Regions from separate parts of the Sus scrofa genome. Here region 1 is linked to region 2. Evidence: chromatin contacts called from public promoter capture Hi-C data. All regions are on one chromosome and are shown on one strand. Each heading gives the region's core, a stretch centred on a gene start, on an enhancer-like site or on the middle of the called end of the contact. The rest is flanking DNA. Distances are from core to core; before and after follow the strand shown.

What was found. Promoter capture Hi-C pulls out the DNA fragments that hold promoters and counts their contacts.
Region 1: a promoter capture Hi-C map of liver shows a contact between it and region 2, with 9 times the contacts expected there. The contact joins the promoter of TEC here to the enhancer-like site in region 2. A contact is called at or near these places in 2 of 5 promoter capture datasets (fetal liver and liver), 7 of 47 Hi-C or Micro-C datasets (alveolar macrophages, blood, embryonic fibroblasts and 1 more) and 1 of 2 datasets of contacts at active chromatin or transcription factors (alveolar macrophages).

The regions. Positions count from the first base shown.
Region 1 is chr8:38,180,383-38,183,758 of Sscrofa11.1, forward strand. It overlaps TEC (tyrosine-protein kinase Tec), which reads right to left and starts at 1,877. Exons shown (of 18, transcript XM_013978657.2): 1 at 1,598-1,877.
Region 2 is chr8:38,071,050-38,073,998 of Sscrofa11.1, forward strand. All of the region lies in intron 8 of TEC (tyrosine-protein kinase Tec), which reads right to left. Among named protein-coding and RNA genes, the nearest start is that of TXK, 25 kb to the left of the region's middle. Within about 2 kb of position 1,327, at least 2 of the 83 cell types and tissues checked have an H3K27ac peak or open chromatin away from gene starts, as enhancers often do. A contact at or near this core is called in alveolar macrophages and liver, where this site is marked.

The DNA.
Region 1 (3,376 bases), core at 627-3,126, 110 kb after region 2:
GTAACATTATTCTTTCCTATTTGGAAAGATGTGAAAATTCTAGTTCAAGGACCAATGTGGGGCAAACGTCTTGCCAACTAGAGCACTGCACAGATTTGCATGTGTTTGCAACACTTACCCTATAGGGCTCTATACGGTCCCACAAACCAAAAAGTACACACCCCATGGGAAGAATCAAGATCATTAACATAAACACAATGCAGTAATCATCTAAAGCTGGCGAGAGAAGCAATACATTGATCAGATTAATTGGAGTATTGGGAAAGTATAGGTCTTGCCTAAACAATGAAAATGTACCTTAAACTAAAAACTATTCTCAAATACGTAATGAGAAAATTACACACACTTCTTTTCTCCACAGAAATCATGACACTCCAAACTACATGTGACTCTCGCCAGCTGAGCTACTAGCGTCACACACTAACCTGCTAAATCCTAAACTTATCTGGGAAACCTACTGTTTGGTTGGGGCTGTTTTTTCCTATCCAGCTCTTTAGGGGAGAATCATCTAGAAGAGAATAAATTCTCAGAATTTCCTAACAGGAAAAATGGGCACTCTCTGGAAAAACACAGGGTATATGCTGAAAACACTTAACTATTTTGGACCAGCTTCAAACCCACTTAGCCACCAGTCATCCTGTTGTTCCGACTTAACATTGAGACCCAAGCTTCTAATCAAATATTCCAGTCTCCAAAGAATGGCAATAGATGAGGCTGTTTCTGAACCTGATACACAGCAACGTGTTATTCTTCCATGAAAACGAAACAAACAAAAAAATCAAACCAAAAGGAAATTTAGGATCCGAGGGAAAGCTCACGCTGCCGCCGCCCCCCCCACACACACCGAGTCAAGGCCCTAGCTTTTCCAATATATTTATTCACCAGACCCCTTTTTTCAAGGTTCAAACACAATTTCCCAGATGAAAAACGTAAGGCTAGTAATGTGAGGCACTTAGGATACGTGCAACTCTGGAAAGTCTCGGTGGATTCTGCCAAGCCTCGGCGGATTCAATCAAGCTGAGAGAAGGAATCAACCCCGCGGCGCAGCTGAGAAGCGAACCCAATGCCGAATTTGCCGAGGGGCGGCCTTGGTCCAGAGACCCAAGGGGAAAGGGGCGGGTGTTCCTCGGTAGAGGCCAGTGCCCGAGCCCGAGAGGCGGAGAGGCGGCGGCCGCCGGAAGGCGCGGCTACGCTGGGACGTGCACCTGTCCCTTCCTGGACCGCAGGAGCAGGGGTCCTCACCTGCCGCGGCACGTCCCCACTCACAGCGGCACAGAAGAGAGAAAATCGTTTTTAGTTCCACGTCTCTGGGTTTGTAGAAGACTCCTCTTGGCGCGTGCATCTCCGTCCCCACCCTTCCCCGCCCAGAGTCGCCCAGTCCCCGGGCCGCCCTCGTCGGTCCTCGGCGCCCTTACCTGGCTGGAGTGCGCCGGCTGCGCCGAGCCCGGGAGACGTGAGGTCTGCCAGCGCCACGGAGTCCCGAGTCCCCCCCGCCCCTGCTCTCCGACCCCGCCCCTGATATCCAGCCACGCCCCTGCCCTCCGGCCCCGCCCCTGCGCTCCCCGCCCCGCCTCTCTACCGCCCCGCCCCCGCTCACCGAGACCGGCGGCGACCTGTTCCCACCGCCCTACTGCGGGTCTGAAACAAATGGCCAGAGTGGGTCGGATACGCGCCAGGGCTCCCGCGACCCAACTGGAGTATGGGGAGAGTCGAAGAAACTTCCCTGGTGTTTCGGACGGCGCGCTGGGCCTCCTCCCCCAACCCCAGAACCGCGGTGCGAGGATGAGGACACCCCCAGGCCGGGAGAACCCCGCGCAGTGCCACCTGTGGGTGACCCGGGGCTCTGTCGGAATTAGGTACCGCACCTCCCCTTCAGCTAACTCGTGGCAAGCCAGGTGGGTGATGCGGTGCGGTGGAGCGAAGCAACAAGTTTTACTAAAAGAATAAGTCTTTTTACTGTCAAACCTGAAGCAGCAGAGCGTATCTGAAACACTTACAGGGTCACGTGGCCTCACTATTGTAGTTACACTTTATTCACTCACTGAAGGATAACAACTGCCCTTATATAAGACTTAACTTTGTGCCAGGCACTCTTCTAAATGTATTACCCGCATTAACATGTCTAATAAATTTATGTTTTATCAGAATCGCCCATTATACATAGGCTGAAAATGAGGCACAGAGAGTTAACCTGCCTAATGTCAGCTAACCAGTAAATTGAAAAGCTGGGATTCACATCCCAGAAGCCCTCCTCCTGATTCCAGGCTCTGAACCACTGCTCTCCTGACTCACCAAAATTTGAGTGTCCATCTGTCCCATGAGCTGTTAGAAGCCCGCAATAATACAAGACGAGGTCTCGGCCCTGTGGCATATGGGAGTTCCCAGGCTAGGGCTCAAATAGGAGCTGTAGCTGCCAGCCTAAGCCACAGCAACACCAGATCTAAACCGCATCTGTGACCTACATCCCAGCTGGTGGCAATGCTGGATCTTTAACCCACCGAGTGAGGCTAGGCATGGAACCCACATCCTCATGGATACTAGTCAGATTCTTAACCCACTGAGTTGCAATGGGAACTCCTGCCTTGGACGAGCTTTTAGACTAGTGGTGGGGGGGTAGTCAATCAGTCATCAATAAGCAGGTAAAAGTGAAGCCATTGCACACCTGAGAAGCATCCTGACTAATTTAAAGCAGGGTGATAGAATTGAGAGTGATGAGGAAGGAGAGATGGCTCAGAGGAGGTGACACTGTAGCTGAGAGCTAAATGGTAGGGCAAGCCGAAAGCCTGAAGATGAAGCAAAGGGAAAGGCACATACATTAAGCATCATTGTGCCTTGTGCTTACTGGAGACCTAGAATCATGTCTTCCTATGTTATCTCTCGTTTGATCATTCAGTAACCCTTAGAAGAGGTCTGATAAGATTCCATTTTCCAGAGGGGGAAAAAAAAATCTAATGAATAATGATTTGCCTAAAGTCATACAATGCATTAGAGAAAGGATTAGGGGGTAGGGGAGGGGTGGGAAGAGGGCACAGGTTTGAACCAAGGCTTTTTGATTCCAAAATCCTCTTCCACTGAGGTGAGGGCCTCAAGTATGATGACCTATCAGAATAAATCCTGTAAAATGTCCCTTTTGTGATCTTCTTTCCTCCCTGCCCCAGTCTCTTCTGCCTTCTGTTGACTAGTTGATATAATTTCCCTCAGGGCAGGTGTTCTTTGAGGGAACAGAGGTTAGGAACTTTTTTCCAAAGGTGCAAAAAATTGTGTGTGTGTGTAGAGGGGAAGAGTTGTAATCATATAATTATGGTAATAAAGTTGGTTTTCTCCCTAGACAAAATGCTCACACACATATATATGTGTAAGTGAGAGGACTTAGAAT
Region 2 (2,949 bases), core at 77-2,576:
TCTAGTTCTATGCATTATGGCCTGGATTGCCATAATTTAAGCTAGTCTTCATTATTTCACATAAAAATCATTTCCAATTTTTCACTATTATAACAGCAAGAATGAACTTTACCCCATAGGCTCGCATATGTAGGAAATGTCACTTTACATTATTGTCTTTAATTCAAGTTAAATCTCAAGCCCCCATCCAACCAAGAGGCAGTAGATTCATCTCAGGTCATTACAAAGGTTCCCCCATGAAGGTCCCAAGTGTTGAAAGAAACAGAGCAAATCAGAAGAGCTCATGGGTCTTCCAGACTTACTGGTTCTAGCACCACCCCAACCCCTGGCAGCCATTGGAAGGTCTATGGTGGAAAGTCCACCAAGGCCACTGGTTAAGCAGTGGCACCTGTGTTCCCACTGAGTCTGTGCCACCACTCTGTGCCAAGCCCCTGCATATCGGTGCCCCTTCTTTTTTTTTTTTTTTGTCTTTTTCTATTTCTTTGGGCTGCTCCTGTGGCATATGGAGGTTCCCAGGCTAGGGGTCGGATCGGAGCTGTAGCTGCCGACCTACACCAGAGCCACAGCAACGTGGGATCCGAGCGGCGTCTGCAACCTACACCACAGCTCACGGTAACGCTGGATCCTTAACCCACTGAGTGAGGCCAGGGATCGAACCCGCAACCCTATGGTTCCTAGTCGGATTTGTTAACCACTGCGCCACGATGGGAACTCCTCTTTTTTTTTTTTATTTTTTATTTTATTTTTTTGGTGCACCTTCTTAACCCTTGGGACATCTTTCTTAAGGAAAGATGGATACTGCCATCTCCCACAGCATCCTCAGAGCACGCCCCTATCCCTACTGCCCCCAGACCAATCTCTCCATGGGATTAGAAGCAAGCTGGCCAATAAAGATGGACTCAGACTGTCAGCTTTATTTTTTTTATTATTTTTATTTTTTATTTTTTTGTCTTTTTAGGGCCGCACCCACAGCATATGGAGGTTCCCAGGTTAGGGGTCTAATCAACACTGTAGCTGCCAGCCTACACCACAGCCACAGCAAAGTGGGATCCGAGCCGTGTCTGCGACCTACACCACAGCTCACAGCAACACCGAATCCTTAATCCACTGAACAAGGCCAGGGACCAAACCTGCAACCTCATGGTTCTTGTCAGATTTGTTAACCACTGCGCCACAATGGGAACTCAAGACTGTCAGATTTAATCTTGGGTTTTTGTTTGTTTTGTTTTATTTCAGATGGCCTTTAACGGGAGGCGAACCCTCTACCACAGTCACATTTCCTGAGGAGTCCAGTGTTATGAAACCAGCTTCTTTCCCACAGCACATGCTCTGGTCCTCTCCTCCCCCGTCTGTGACCTGGGTGCAGGGGCGGAACCAGGGCACGGACCGCCCTGGGAGCTGCAGGCTGGCAGTCCTGAGCCGAACCTAGTGGACCCTGAGCCCCACCTGGGCCTCTAAACATGCAAGTTTTCCACCATTGCTTTAGCCGTTTATAAAAACAAACAAACACAAAAAAAACAAACAGCAATGGCTTTTGGCCTAGCAAACACACAGGCTTTCCCTGACTGAGGAAGGGAAAAATACAAAGAACAAAATACAAGATCTTTGTTTAGTCTGGATTTTTTTACGCAGTTGTACTGGCCAAACACAAATTATAATCCCAATACCAGCTGATAACTGTTATTTTAATTGGACCCTGAAGTGATTAACCAGGTTTCAGGATTGTGGGTATTGAGATCTCACTGCTATGGTCCCCATTTTATAAACAGAGACCAAGTTTAACAAAGCTGCAGTTTTTTGGTTTTTTTTTTTTTTTTTTTTTGTCTTTTGTCTTGTGTTTTTAGGGCTGCATACACAGCATGTGGGGTCGAATTAGAGCTACGGCTGCTGGCCTACACCGCAGCCACAGCAATGCAGGATCTCAGCCACGTCTGCGACATACACCACAGCTCATGGCAACGCCAGATCCTTAACCTACTAAGCAAGGCTAGGGATTGAACCTGCATCCTCATGGATACTAGCTGGGTTTGTTAACCACTAAGCCACAACGGGAACTCCAAAAGTGCAGTTCTGATCAATCAATCACTTTCTTTCTTTTACTTTTATTTTCTTTTCTGGCTGTATCTGTGGCATGCAGAAGTTCTCAGGTCAAGGACTGAACCCAAGCCACAGTGACAATGCTGAGTCCTTAACCATTAAGCCACCAGAGAACTCGCTGATGAATCAACTTCTGAATGCAGTTGAGAAATAAAATAAATAAGGACAACAGGATGGACTCTATCCCCAAATCCTTTTCACTGATACAAGCACTATCTGTCAGGATACCAAAAAACCATCATAAAAATTAATTAGGAGAGGTAACTGGAGCTCTCATTATACATTATAAACCAACAGGACCTGAAAGACTGAAGAAAAAAAACTATTAATAACAGGTGATCCAAGCCCACATCTTCACAGTAAGAGTAAGGAATGGTGGTTTAGTCTCACGTTCACGTACAGCTAGACGGTGGCTCTCAAGAGGAGTTAGTTGTAAGATACTCAGAGAAAGAATAAGATCCTTTCCTCACTTGGTATATTCAAGCTCCTGGGAAGGGATAAAGCAAATAAGGGAAGAAGAGGAATCCATGGCACAAACCCTATTCTGAGTGGTCATTTTTATGGCTTTTGCAGGTTCCTCAGAAAGGATGCTCTCCCCTCTCTAGGAAATACACTCAGACCCTGAGGGGTAGGATACAGGAAGGAAAGAAGGAAGGCGGGAGAGACAAAGAGAAGATGAATCGACTTGTGCTATTTCCCAATGGTTCTCTGTGGCCTCTCTTGCTCTTCTACGATACTGACCACTGACCAAGGGGAAAAGACAAGAGCGGCTCTGCTGAATGCATCCTTCGGGAAGAAGACTCGCTGGGGTGAGATGGAGGGAGAACGTGGTGAGCAGGAGAGCTGTGGTCC